2 separate regions of the Urocitellus parryii genome follow, and region 2 is linked to region 1. The links are chromatin contacts, called in public Hi-C maps. All regions are on one chromosome and are shown on one strand. Each heading gives the region's core, a stretch centred on a gene start, on an enhancer-like site or on the middle of the called end of the contact. The rest is flanking DNA. Distances are from core to core; before and after follow the strand shown. Region 1 holds the start of Ncoa1 (nuclear receptor coactivator 1). Region 2 holds the start of Cenpo (centromere protein O).

The links. A called contact is a pair of places that touch in the nucleus more often than the background predicts.
Region 2: a Hi-C map of liver shows a contact between it and region 1, with 5 times the contacts expected there. The contact joins the promoter of Cenpo here to the promoter of Ncoa1 in region 1. A contact is called at or near these places in 2 of 2 Hi-C or Micro-C datasets (liver and muscle).

Annotation. Positions count from the first base shown.
Region 1 is chr12:49,569,572-49,575,798 of mUroPar1.hap1, reverse strand. It overlaps Ncoa1 (nuclear receptor coactivator 1), which reads right to left and starts at 2,507. Exons shown (of 21, transcript XM_026385104.2): 1 at 2,425-2,507.
Region 2 is chr12:49,837,442-49,843,668 of mUroPar1.hap1, reverse strand. It overlaps Cenpo (centromere protein O), which reads right to left and starts at 3,705. Exons shown (of 7, transcript XM_026398455.2): 1 at 3,626-3,705; 2 at 3,356-3,457; 3 at 626-795. The coding sequence starts at 3,401. It overlaps Ptrhd1 (peptidyl-tRNA hydrolase domain containing 1), which reads left to right and starts at 3,691. Exons shown (of 2, transcript XM_026398675.2): 1 at 3,691-4,044. The coding sequence starts at 3,793.

The sequences.
Region 1 (6,227 bases), core at 1,258-3,757:
AAGCAGAAAACACTTCATGCTAGGAACATCTTTAAGTTATTTAGGCTTGTTTACCACCTTTCTTTATAAATTTGCCAACACTTTCACAATATACACCAGTCGGCACCATAGCAACCCAATCCTCTGCCCACCAAAAGATTAACACATATAAGAAAACAGGAAATTCAGCAAAATATAAAGTTTGACCTGAGGCTCCCTTAACAGTTAAATGTCTGAAGTAATAGCAGTATCTTTATATCACACCCACTTCATGTTACCCTTACAGCTTCCTGGCATAAGCAAGTTCTTGGGATTATACAAACTGCTGCTTCTGTTTCCAGTCCAGATTTCTAGAAATGAAACCCTGGAATTGAGGGAGAAAGAAAAACAAATGTTGGCAGAAAGAGGGAGGAAAATGCATTGTCTATATAATCCCAGTTTAAGTGGAACAATCACTATTAGTTCCATCAAGCACTGTTTTTTCAATAAAACCACTTACCTAAAAATGCAGATCTAAAACACTCCTTTGGCTTAAACCACACGAAAAAGCAATTTAATAGACACAATCTTACAAATTTTCTCAGATAGAAATAAGGAAGAGATTAACTATAACTTTGTGAAATTCAAATTTGCACCTTATAACCCAAAGTTCAATGGAGATTAAATAAGTAGTGCAGAATGTCTACAAAAAATCAAACCAAATACCTCCATTTTCTCTCCAAATTTTCCCTATTCAGGCCCCCCTTTTTACCCACTGCTCCCTAAATATAAAGTCTGAATAAGAAATAAGAGAGAAAACAGTAGACACTGGTTCACGGAAGCAATTTTAGACCTTCCCACAAGGTACAGGAGATATAGTAGAAACACTTCCATTTTATCTAGTTTATGACAAACTGCTCAAAGAATGCCTATTTATCAAACCCCACTGCTACCTTTAACCCAAAACTACTTCTAGTTCAAGAGCCAAAAAACCCGAGCAAATGCGCAAATACTTTCTTTTCACTTTATTCCCAACATGAAGAAATTCGACCCCTTCCTACATCACAGCTTCTGTGAAACTAACAGAGAGGCCCCTTTGGCCAACTTTTTTTTAAGACTAACCTCCCACCAATTCCCTAAGCAAAGCAGAGGAAAAACCTCAAACAAATTTAACCCTTAAAATCCACCCCTACAACTGTCCAATACCTAAACTTCAAGGTAGTAATGTCTTACACGGACGCTTGATTTTCTTCATCACTTAAGTCTAAGCATCATGCCTCACAAATCATGGCCAAAGAGTTCCTCTTGCCATCCACTGAGGTGCTGGGACCGCAATTCCCTCGAGGACCCTTCATTCACCAACCAAATACTCGACATTAAAAATTCACTGTCTCAAAAGAAAAAGTGTCACCTTCTCCACAAGGACACCTGCCTCTTCAACGCCTCCACAATAGAGGAGGAGAGGCGGGCAAGAAAGGATAACAGACTCTCCAGCTTAAAGTTTTCCTCCCCACCAAACTCTGCGGCCACAGCACGGCGGCCTGTCCTTGTCTCACGGGCTGCCGTGTCAACCCCTCCGTTCTCCCTCGAACATCCTTAGACCAGTCAGTGTCTGACCCATGGGAGTGACTGCTTTTATTAAAAGAAAATGGGAAAAAAAGAAAGAAAAACACCACAGCCGGGTAGTAAGGACGAGGGACCCTGGTGTCCGATTTCTGTCTCTTCCAAGGGACCAGGAGAGTTCTGTCCCTGACCACTAACCAACCCCACCTCCCAATCGTCTAGTCAACACCTTTGCTTCCCTTCCTAAGTCCTTTCGGGCAGAATCCCAGGAAAGGGACCAAACCCCAGTCGTAACAGGAAAATCGGCTTTATCCACCCATTTCTACCTCCCAAGTCCCTGGTCCCGGGCAGAGAAGGCAAGAGCGCGGGGCTAAGCGCAAGTGCCGTCGAAGGCTGCGCCTACGGAGAGGTACGCCGGGGTCGCCCCCATTTCGCGGTGCAGGAGACGAGACTCGGAGAGGTTGGCGGGCTGGCCAAGGTCACGGCGCTCCTCGGGGCCGAGGGGCGCCCGCGCTGACTTCCGGCTCCCCCTCTCCGCGGCGGCTCGGGGCGCCCGCTCCCCACCCGGCCCGCGCCGCGCAGCCTCGCGCGTCCTCCGCGGATGCTCGCCCTCGGCTAACTAGGGCAACTGGGAGAGAGGCGCAGGCGAGGCGCTCTGCAGCGAGCTCCCTCGCCGGGGAGCAGCCCCCAGCTGGTGCCGGTGACAGCTGCGACCTCGGCCCCTCCAGCCGCGCCAGGCCAGGAGGGGAACTCGGGGAAAGTGGGAGGGGGAGATGAAACCGAGAGAAAGGCGAGCAGGGGCGGAGGGCGCCAGCTGCTCCCCGCCCCCTAGGGCCTCGGCGGCCGCGCGGCTCGTGACAGCTGCACCCACCGCGAGGCTCCGCGCCCGCCGCCGCCACTCACCTGCCGCCGTCGCCGCCGCCTCTGGGCCGCGCTCACGGGCGCCGCGCTCGTCCGCGACCGTAGCGGCGCCGCCGCGGCCTCCGCCGCTCCTCGGCCCGGCGCCCAGCCCCCGGGGCCCAGGCGGCTGCAGCCGCGGCTCTCCGGCCCCCTCCTCCGGAGCACGGGTCCCCTCGCAGGGGGATGCAGAACGACCCCAGAGCAGGCTCTGCCCGAAGGTGCAGCGGCGAACAGGCGACCGAGGCGCTCGAGGCCGCGGTCCAGCCGTCGGAGGACAGGGCTCGGCAAGCAGCGTCAGTCTCCCGCTCGCCTGGCCTGAAGAACAGGCATTTCAGCCGCTCTCCGCGGCCGCCATGTTCTCCTCCTGCTCGGCCGCCGCCGCCGCCGCCACCGCCCCCCGCTCACGGCCCGCCCCCTCTGCGCCCCGCCCCGCCCCGCCCCGCTCAGGCCGCCCCGCCCCGCCCCGCCCGCCGCCAGCCCCCGCCCGCTCGGCTGCCGGGGCCCGGGCGACTCGGTGCCCGCGAGCTCCGACGGCGCGCCCGGGCCAGCGCGCCCCCACCTACCCTCCCGGCCCGAGGAGCCAGAAGCCGCCCCGCGCCCTCTGTCGGCTGCAGGTCCGCCCCGGCCCGGGTCCTAACGAAGTGTGGGAAAGGAGGCCCGAACTCTTCCCAGCTGGCCCTCCCCTCGGGGCGGTCCTCTGCCCAATGCCGGGAAGCGGCCTCCAACCCCTGGGTGCCCCAGCCCGGGCCGCCCAGCCTGCACCCTCCTGCTGCTCTTTATCTTCCAGGGGAGCCTGTAGAGCGGCCAAAGGCCGTGTGGACCCGGGAGGAGTGGGCTCGGTGCCTGTCTCTCCACTACGGTGTTGTATTACTTTAAGTGAGACACATCCCGCGGGCCTCGTTTTTTATTCTGTAAAATTGGGAGGTGGTTGTCTAGATGATTTCACAGACTGTTAGACAAGGGAAAAGAAAGCTCATCTACTCCCTTCATTTTACAGATGAAAAGATCTGACTGACACGTCTGGCTCTGCAATTGCATGAATTACCCAAAATGTCTGTCATTCATAGATCTTTTCCCTCAAGGGGGGCCCACACCTTTCTTCTTTTCTATCTCCTTTTCTTATTCTATAATGGAAGTGCTACTTCCAAAAGTGGAGTGTTCCTTGTCACTAGAAACATCAAACAGCAGCAGAACAGTCTCACATGCCGTGGTGGCTTTATCTGGAAAGCAGCCCTATCCAAAGGCTGGCATTATAATACCCATCTTCTCCCTGGCCATGAAAGCGCTTTGTAAAGGGCCCTAAATCCTCTTTCCTTTTTCTGAATTCTTGTACCCATTTAGCCATCCTCACCTACCTCAATCCTGTCCTCCTGCTGCTGTAGCCCAACACTTCTGTTTCTTTTCCTGCATTTTCTTCCCAAAAGTAGCCTTTGTAAATCCTTAAGCCCCTCATCCTTCTCCAAATGAACATTTTCTTTGAAAACACCGACCTCCCTAGCACCTAAGACAGCAGGAGATTTCTTCCCCAGGCAGGTACTCCATCCTGCTAGGTTCAGCTCTATCTTCCTCTTCCTATTGCGGTCATTCTCATAAAACACCCTCTAGCCCATAACCCGCATTCATTCAAATATTCCTTCATCTACATATTCATCCAACTGATTGTTGTCAAAGACCTACTAATGAGTCCCTGGGTGCATATCATTAGCTCTGCCCTCATCTGCTTTTTTCTTTACCTTCATTTATTTATTTTTATGTCATGCTGAGGATGCAACCCAAGGCCTCAAATGTGCTAGGCCAGCGCTCTACTGCTGAGCTACAACACCAGCCCCCCTCATCTGCTCTAACACTACCTCTAGCCACCCGCAATAATAGCTGGAAATACACGGGGCATTCATCAGTTCTGTCTCCTTCTTTTGGGCCTAACTTCCCTAGTCCAATCCAGACTGTGTAGAGCACCTTATTCTGACCTCTGGTGGCCAAGAATGAGGCACTTATGCATGGTCTTCCGGTCTCCATTGGTCTCCAATAAATGCTGATTGCCAAATCCTTTCATGTGACCTTTCTACAGCACTTGCCACTGCTAACTCTTTCTTTTTGAAACTTATCTCTCTTCCCTGTCTTCTGCATCTCCTCCCCTGTCTCTCTGCCTGTTTTCTGGACTTTTCTTGACTGCTCCTTCTTTGCTAAGACATAAAATGTTGTTATCCTTAAGCTTTTATTTTTTTCCTTCCCCTCCTCTCACTTAGATTGACTGTTTATTTCCACAGCTCCTTCTGTCAACATATTCCTGAATCTCCTTCTTTCAGTCCCCCACTCTGCAGCCCAGTGTCTTAATTAGCTCTAAAACATCCTCCAGATACACAGTGCTGGTGTTGAATGATGAATGAAATTCAAATATGATTTATATTGCCAGAGCCATCCATGACTTCTTTTCTCCTCTCTCTGCAAGTCATAATCACTTGCCAAAGCATTTATATCACTGTCTTATCTCTCCCAAATGGCCATCTTTTCTCTGGTCATTTTCAACTTCTCTCTGGCTCCATCTGCTTTTACTAACCCAACCGACTTCCTTAACTCCAGCTAACCCCCACCCACCACCAGGAATGCTACATACAAGAGCAAAAGATTCATTAGTAAGATTTACTTCCTGAACCCCACAGTACCCTCTAAGAAATCCATTTACATTAGCCAAGTAAGTGAATATTTCTTTACTCCCAAAGTACAGTGCTAATCAACAAGTAGGACTGACACCTATTAAATGAAAATGATTTGAAGAGGTTTTTTAAAATGCAAATATATGACAATTTTATTTTTGTAGCCCAGATATATAATTCCAGGCACTATCGACCCCATACATTAATGATAATTCTTTGGTAGAATTAAAATGCTAGTTCTATAACCAGGATCTATAACATACTTATTGGGTTTTCTCCAAAGCATAATAATTTTCCAGTTCTATAAACATATGTCTAGTGTACATGAAAGCACTGAGGCAAGAAGTGACTCAAGTTTGACACTCAAAAAAAAGTATTTTTTGTTCTGTAACAATGATAGACTCATAAAATATTTAAACAATAAGCACACAAAAAAAGGGTTTTTTTAAACAACTCAACTAAGTCAGAAAAACATAGTGAATACCTACCTTTCCACACATCACAAACATTCATGTGTTGATTTACACATATCAATATGGTATACGTATTCCATTTTATACAAAAATAAAGTCACATTATAAAGGTTCATTAATAATCTGGTGTCCTTACTGTACAATAAATTTTCATCATTAATGTGTTGAATGGTCTTGCACTGTATAACTCTTCAGTCATTTAACCGGGACCTTGCTAAAAGTGTTTATAGTTGTTGTTTTGTGATTGTCTATAATATAAATATAATAATACTATAATTATTTCCCTCTATGCAGTTTGGAAAATTATTTTCTTTTTTTTTCTTTTTGGTTGTAGATGTACACGATACCTTTATTTTATTTGTTTATTTTTATACAGTGCTGAAGATCAAAACCAGTGTTTCATGCATACCAGGCAAGTGCTTTATCGCTGAGCTATAACCCCAGACCTTGGAAATTATTTTCTTAAATTCCTAGAAGATTAATTCCTACTCAAAGGGCACATGTTTATTATTTTCTTTTTTTCCTAAATATTCGCCAAACTGATCTCCAAAAAAATTATTCTAATCTATGATCTTCCAGTAAGTACATGAGTCTGCCATTTCCACATATATAACGAGCTCTGGATTTTTATTTTACTTTGAAGAGTCTTTAATTTCTCATTGGCTTGAAGCATAGATAT
Region 2 (6,227 bases), core at 2,456-4,955, 270 kb before region 1:
ATGAAAGCCATGTCATCCTAGGGGCATACTGATGGCACCTGGGCAAGGAACAGTTTGGTGTTTTGTGACATATACAGGATTAAAAAAGTAGAAGTCCTAGAAGAGACCCCAACTAGCCGATACTACAGTAATCCTAGTGTCCAATTCTAGATAAAATTTTACTACATATATGGAAAATACTTGAGCTATGGCAATGAAGGGAGTAAATATAAAGATACATAAAGGAAAAATTGACAGGTCTTGCCGACTGGATCTTGGCTACAAAATAAACTGACAAGAGGGAAGACTTGATGTTTCCTGTGAGGTTTTGAGTGTGAGTGACAGAAAGATGGCACTACTGACAGAAATACAAATGACTCAAGTCTGCTGAGATTGGGGTAAGAGGCTTAGATGTCTGTAAGGGCAGGCTGGGGTAATGTTATAAAGAATGTGCAGGGCCCATCATAATTACCTGACAACTGTAGTTGATAATCAGCTGTAACTAAAGATCTGACCATTGAAGCATTAAAGACTGAAAACAATATGGTAAGATCATAATAAAACATAATATACAAATTTGTCAATACTTGGATTACTACTATTCTTTATACCCTAAAAAGTCTGCCAACATTACCCTTCTACTCACTCTGGCTTGCCGTTGCTTCACTTCAGCCCTTAGTTTATCTCGAATGTGCCTCAGTTGGTGAATCTTGGTTTCAAGAGCACTTTCCTCTGGTTGAGCTCTCTGCAGTTCTTCAGATTCTTTATGGGATTTGTTCGCCTGAGCCTCTAATCTTTCCAAGTGGGCTAAAACACCTAAGGAAAGTAAAAAGGGAATTTCACAAGACAAGGTCTTCTATTTCCACCAACAGCAAGCACTTCAAGAAGGAACAGAGGGTGTCTCTTTTTTCCAGAACTTTGTGGCCAGATGAATTGTTAGAGGATCTGACAACTAAAATCAAAGATCAACCTTTTGGGTTAGACACTGATATAAAAATAGTTCCTTACCAGGTCACTATTCAAAGAGAACAAGAGAGAGAATCTGATTTATCTATTTCATGTTTTCTAGCCAGCAGTATGTTATCTAGGTCTACATAATATCACAAAAGCACATCTCTTTGTGGAAAAGGATGCTTCAACAGTTTTACCAGTCTAGATGAAATCTCCCTTACACAAAGACTATAATTTTTAACTACCATACTTCATTTAATTAGGTTTCTGAAGTAGATCCAACATCTGTGTTGTAGGGTTCATAAGCATATACACACGAGAATCGTTGAGGGAGAAAGTCCAAAAACTTATCTCATTCATCTATCCAACAAAGACTAGACATCTTCCTAGGCTTCATGGTACATGCCTATAATTCCAGCTACTTGGAAGGGTGAGGTAGGAGGTTCGCAAGTTCAAGGCTAACCTCAACAATTTATCAAGACTCGGTCTCAAAATAAAAAGGTGTGGGGATGTAGCTCAATGGTACAGCACTTGCCTGGCATCTCAAGGACCTGAATTTGGTCCCCCAAACCAAAACAAAACAAAACAAAACAACAACTAGACATCTAGACTCCCTAATTCCCTTATGGTTGATATATATCCCACTGAAAAGAAAAACTAGCAAGAGATACAAATAAAAATATAATACACAGAATAGCCATATTTCATTTGTATTTCTTACCATTACTTATTGACTCCTATCTCCTCGTTTTCTCAGGAGCCTCAAATTATATTATCCCTTTTTCTGCTGTATCTATTTCCTCTCAATTGACTCCTTCCACAGATCTCATTCCATAAGCAAAAAGGTGGTAAAATTACCAAGCAGAGGGCCCAAACCAGTATGGGTAACAGCTAAATGTTTAATTATTATTTGGGAAAGACAATAAAGAAATTATAGAATTACCCTTTGACTGGTCTAGGTGATGATCCAAAACTTCCATATCATCACTTATTTTTTTTTTTAATTTATATATGATAGCGGAATGCATTACAATTCTTTTTACACATATGGAGCACAATTTTTCATATCTCTGGTTGTATACAAAGTATATTCACACCAAATCATGTCTTCATACATGTATTTTGGATAATAATGATCATCACATTCCACCATCATTTCTAACTCCATACCCCCTCCCTTCCCCTCCAACCCCTCTGCCCTATCTAGAGTTCCTCTATTCTTCCCATAATCCCTCTCCCTAAAACACTATGATTCAGCCTCCTTATATCAAAGAAAACATTTGGCATTTGGTTATTTGGGATTGGCTAACTTCACTTAGCATTATCTTCTCTAATTCCATCCATTTACCTGCAAATGGCATGGTTTTATTCTCTTTTTATTGCTGAGTAATATTCCATTGTGTATATATGCCAGTTTATCATCACTTATTTTGAAAGAAACAAAATTAGGCCTAGACTAGAGACTTCTAACTGTAGCATGTGTCACCAAACTTATTTTTAGTTTTGAAGTAACAATTAATCTTAACCCAAAGACTGTTTATTATCTAAAGTCTCAGCATAAGCTTTCTGAGTATGGCTTTCAGTCATCTATGATAGTAAGGACTCAGAGGAAAACAAGGATACTAAATTCACCTGACTTTCTCAGAAACTGAATACTCCTTAAGAGTCACTCTTGAAGTTCTAAAAAATAGCACAGAACTAGAAAAGCACAATAACAAGAATTGCTCACAAATACTACTGGGTATTATAGAGGACAGTTAAAGCAACCTCACTTCTGGACAGAAACAGAGAGGCAAATTTCAGTATCCAAAAGACTAAGCACTTATGTATTAAAGTTCATTGTTTCATAATGGCAATCAACTCCAAAATAAAGTATTTGTTGAACATTGCTTACATATTAAGACATTTGTGCTAGATGCTTTACTTATATAGCAGGTAAAAAAGTATGTATATAACATCCACAACCAACACAACAATGCTACTATTCATCTCCATGTTCCAGATGAAGAAATGGAGGCAGAAAACTATACAGTTACTCACTCAAGGGCGCAAACTCTATAAAAGCAGAACCAGACATCAAATACAGGTCTAAGCAATATCCATTCACTGCCCAACACTGATTTCCCCTCAGAAGTAATGCATTAAAAAAAAAAAGAGATCTCACTGGCTACAGCTGCGACTCTGTATGTAAACACTGGTATATCATTAACGCAACCTATCAGTTTCAAAAGGAGGCGCCTAGAAACACCAAGTAATTCTTTTTCCTGTTCTTGACTGCTGTTCTTTGGAGTCTTCCACGTTAGCTGCTTTCACCATTCTAACCCTAAGCAGGACTGCACACACCAGTTACAGGAAGGAAAAGGCTTTCAGCGTGCGGGTTACCTGAGGCAGCAGCACTAAGGGGACAAAAGCGAATTTTAAATACCTCCTGTGGACACACCGTCTTGACATAAAGTGTGTGCGCGCTCCATCTCCTCCTCAAATTCCTGTTTTCCTTTGAAGTTTTCCAGTCAAGTCTAATGAAGTCCTTAACGATAGAAGAAAAACAGCAACAAAGTCAGACCCACGCCCATTTGGACTCACCCTCTGGGCTCCGAGAAAACCCACTAGTCCCCACGGGACTCACCTCCCCGCCCCCAGGGCGCAGCCCCGCAGGCCCAGCCCGGGAGCTTTTTAAAGCCCACACCCTAGTTACCTGCCAGGGGGTCCACAGGCCTTCCATTCACCTTCCTCTCTTCCACACCACAGTCTGGGAAGAGAATTCCCGCCATCCCGCCTTCAAACCAGCGTCAGTCCCAGCGTGCTTTGCGCTCCTTCCGTACAAAAACATGGCAGCGCTCAGGGCCCCTCCCTGATCCCAGGATGCACCGGGGAACAGGCCTGGCCGCTCAGGTTGTTAGGAAGATGGCGTCCTCTGGGGCGGAGCCGCAGATCCTGGTACAATACTTGGTGCTTCGAAAAGATCTATCGCAGGCTCCGTTCTCCTGGCCAGCGGGCGCACTGGTAGCGCAGGCTTGTCATGCAGCTACCGCAGCATTACAACTTCACCGCGACCACCCGCACACCACGGCTTACCTTCGCGAGCTGGGGCGCATGCGTAAAGTAGTTCTCGAGGTGAGGCACCCAGGCCAAGGGAGGGACTTTGAGGACGCCGAGACCGGAAGTGGGTGTGGTCTTGAGGCCTAACTCTGTGGGGTAGGTGTGGTCTGAGTGCGGAGGAATTTCTAACTTTTAGACTTTGGAAAAGGTTTTGGGACTTGGGTTGTTACACGAGGAGCTCTCCCTTGCACCTTCACTTCCTCTGGTTTGTGAAGAGTGGACATCGCGCTCGTTAGTAAGAACGGCTCCGCACCCTTCTGGTCTCACCGGAAATTGGTGGGGCCTGCGGAAACGCCTCCAAGGGCGGAGAATGGCGGAGCGAGTCCTTTCCTGCTAACTCGTGCATTCGCCTTTCTGCGTCCGCACTGGCCAGCCTTGTATAGCTGTCCTCAGATGTAATGCCGCCTAGGTAAACCAACTCAGAAGGGATGTGGACACAAAATTTCCTTTTCGCTTTGGATACAGAAGTAAAGTGAAGTGTGCATTTACCTAGGTGTGACACCACACTATTTGTAAATAGATGTTTGAATAGCATCAGTTGAGCCTAGCATCGGAAATACCAGACACCTCGGTAAATCCGCACACCTTGAAAAACAGCGGTAAGGTCTAGATGGCCAAACAGATCTTAATTACCCTTTGACTCGCAGTTCTGCTGGAAGTCCTGTATCTCTTAAAAAAAAGAAAAAAAAATCAGGTGCAACCAAATAGCTTTGAGCAGATTTTTTTTTTTTTTTGGATTATACATTCCCTGATTTATTCAATAGTTTGTAGTACCTTATTGTGGGCTAATTAAGATGCTGACAGAGATGTAAACAGGAATACATGAAGCGTTTTTCTTGTCTTCTAGAAGTCATTCTATGATCTTCAAGTCACTTCCTCTTCCCCCAAACCAGTTTTACCCAGAATTTTCACTCTCAGTTAATGACCACTTCATCTATCTTTCAAGTATTCGGTTCAAAACCTTGAAATTACCAATGTTGACGCATTTTTCTCCCATACCTTATATCCGACTACTCAGAAATCATGTTTCTTCTAATTTCAGATTATAATAGAATCTGACAATTTCTTATCATCTCTGCTATAGTTTGAGCTTCCTTAAATGTCCCCTAACGGCCTCTGAATTAAAGGTTTGGTCCTGTTTTGTGTACTGGGAGGTAGTAGAAACTTTAAGGGATAGGACCTCACGGGAGCCTTTAGGTCATGGGGATGTGCCCTTAAAGGGGATACTGAGACCCGGACACCTCCTCTTCCTAATTTTTACTTCCTGATCACCATGAGGTGAGCAGCTTTCCCTGCTACATTCTCCTCACCATAAGCAATAGGGTAAATTGGCCATGGACTGAAACTTACAAAACTATAAGCCAAAATAAATCTTTCCTCTTTTTAAGGTGATTATCTCAGTTATTTTGTGACAGTATAATCTACTCTAATACTCTAGTCCACAATTCCTTCATTTTCTCCCTTTGCTATCAATGCAGTCTCCTTCCTGACCCTTTTAACTTCATTTGTGTCTCTTTATACATAATTTTCAACGTGGCATATTTCAGCTTTGTGGCCTTTGTATTTGTTCTTCTCTTGGTCCAGAATGTTGTTCCCCTAGATATTCTTATAGCTTTGAGCAGAGATTTTCAAAGGAGCACTTTGTACTGGTGAAAAATGTAGAAATAATAAATTTCTAGTGCTAGACTTGGTTAATTTGTGCCCTTATAAAGTATTATTGTATAAATAGCTGAAATCATGTTTGAAGTGTATTTAATGGCATATGAGTGCAATTGATATGAAGCTAGTTGAGCTATATTATATACACAGAATGATTTTAATTTTGAAAGGAAGTGCATCTAAATATTCACTAGATGGTGTGATTTTGGTTATTTCCTTATATTTCTCTATATTTTTAAATTTTCTACATCAATATCTTGTAATGAGAAAAAAGTGCTTTAAAAAAAAAAAGAACAGAACCCTGGAGTGGAGGGGTGGGATAGTTTCCTTCATGGATGGCTGACAAAGACAGTATCTTTCAAGAAAGAGAGAGAGAGAGAGAGAGAGAGAGAGAGAGAGAGAGAGGGAGGGAGGGAGGGAGGGAGGGAGGGAAATAGGCTGTTAGGTAGTGAAGCAGCAAGCAGTAGTCTTTATGAAAATGTCTTGGAACTCTTGAGTACTCAGAAAAGAAGCAGACAGATTCTTTTCGTTTAGATTCT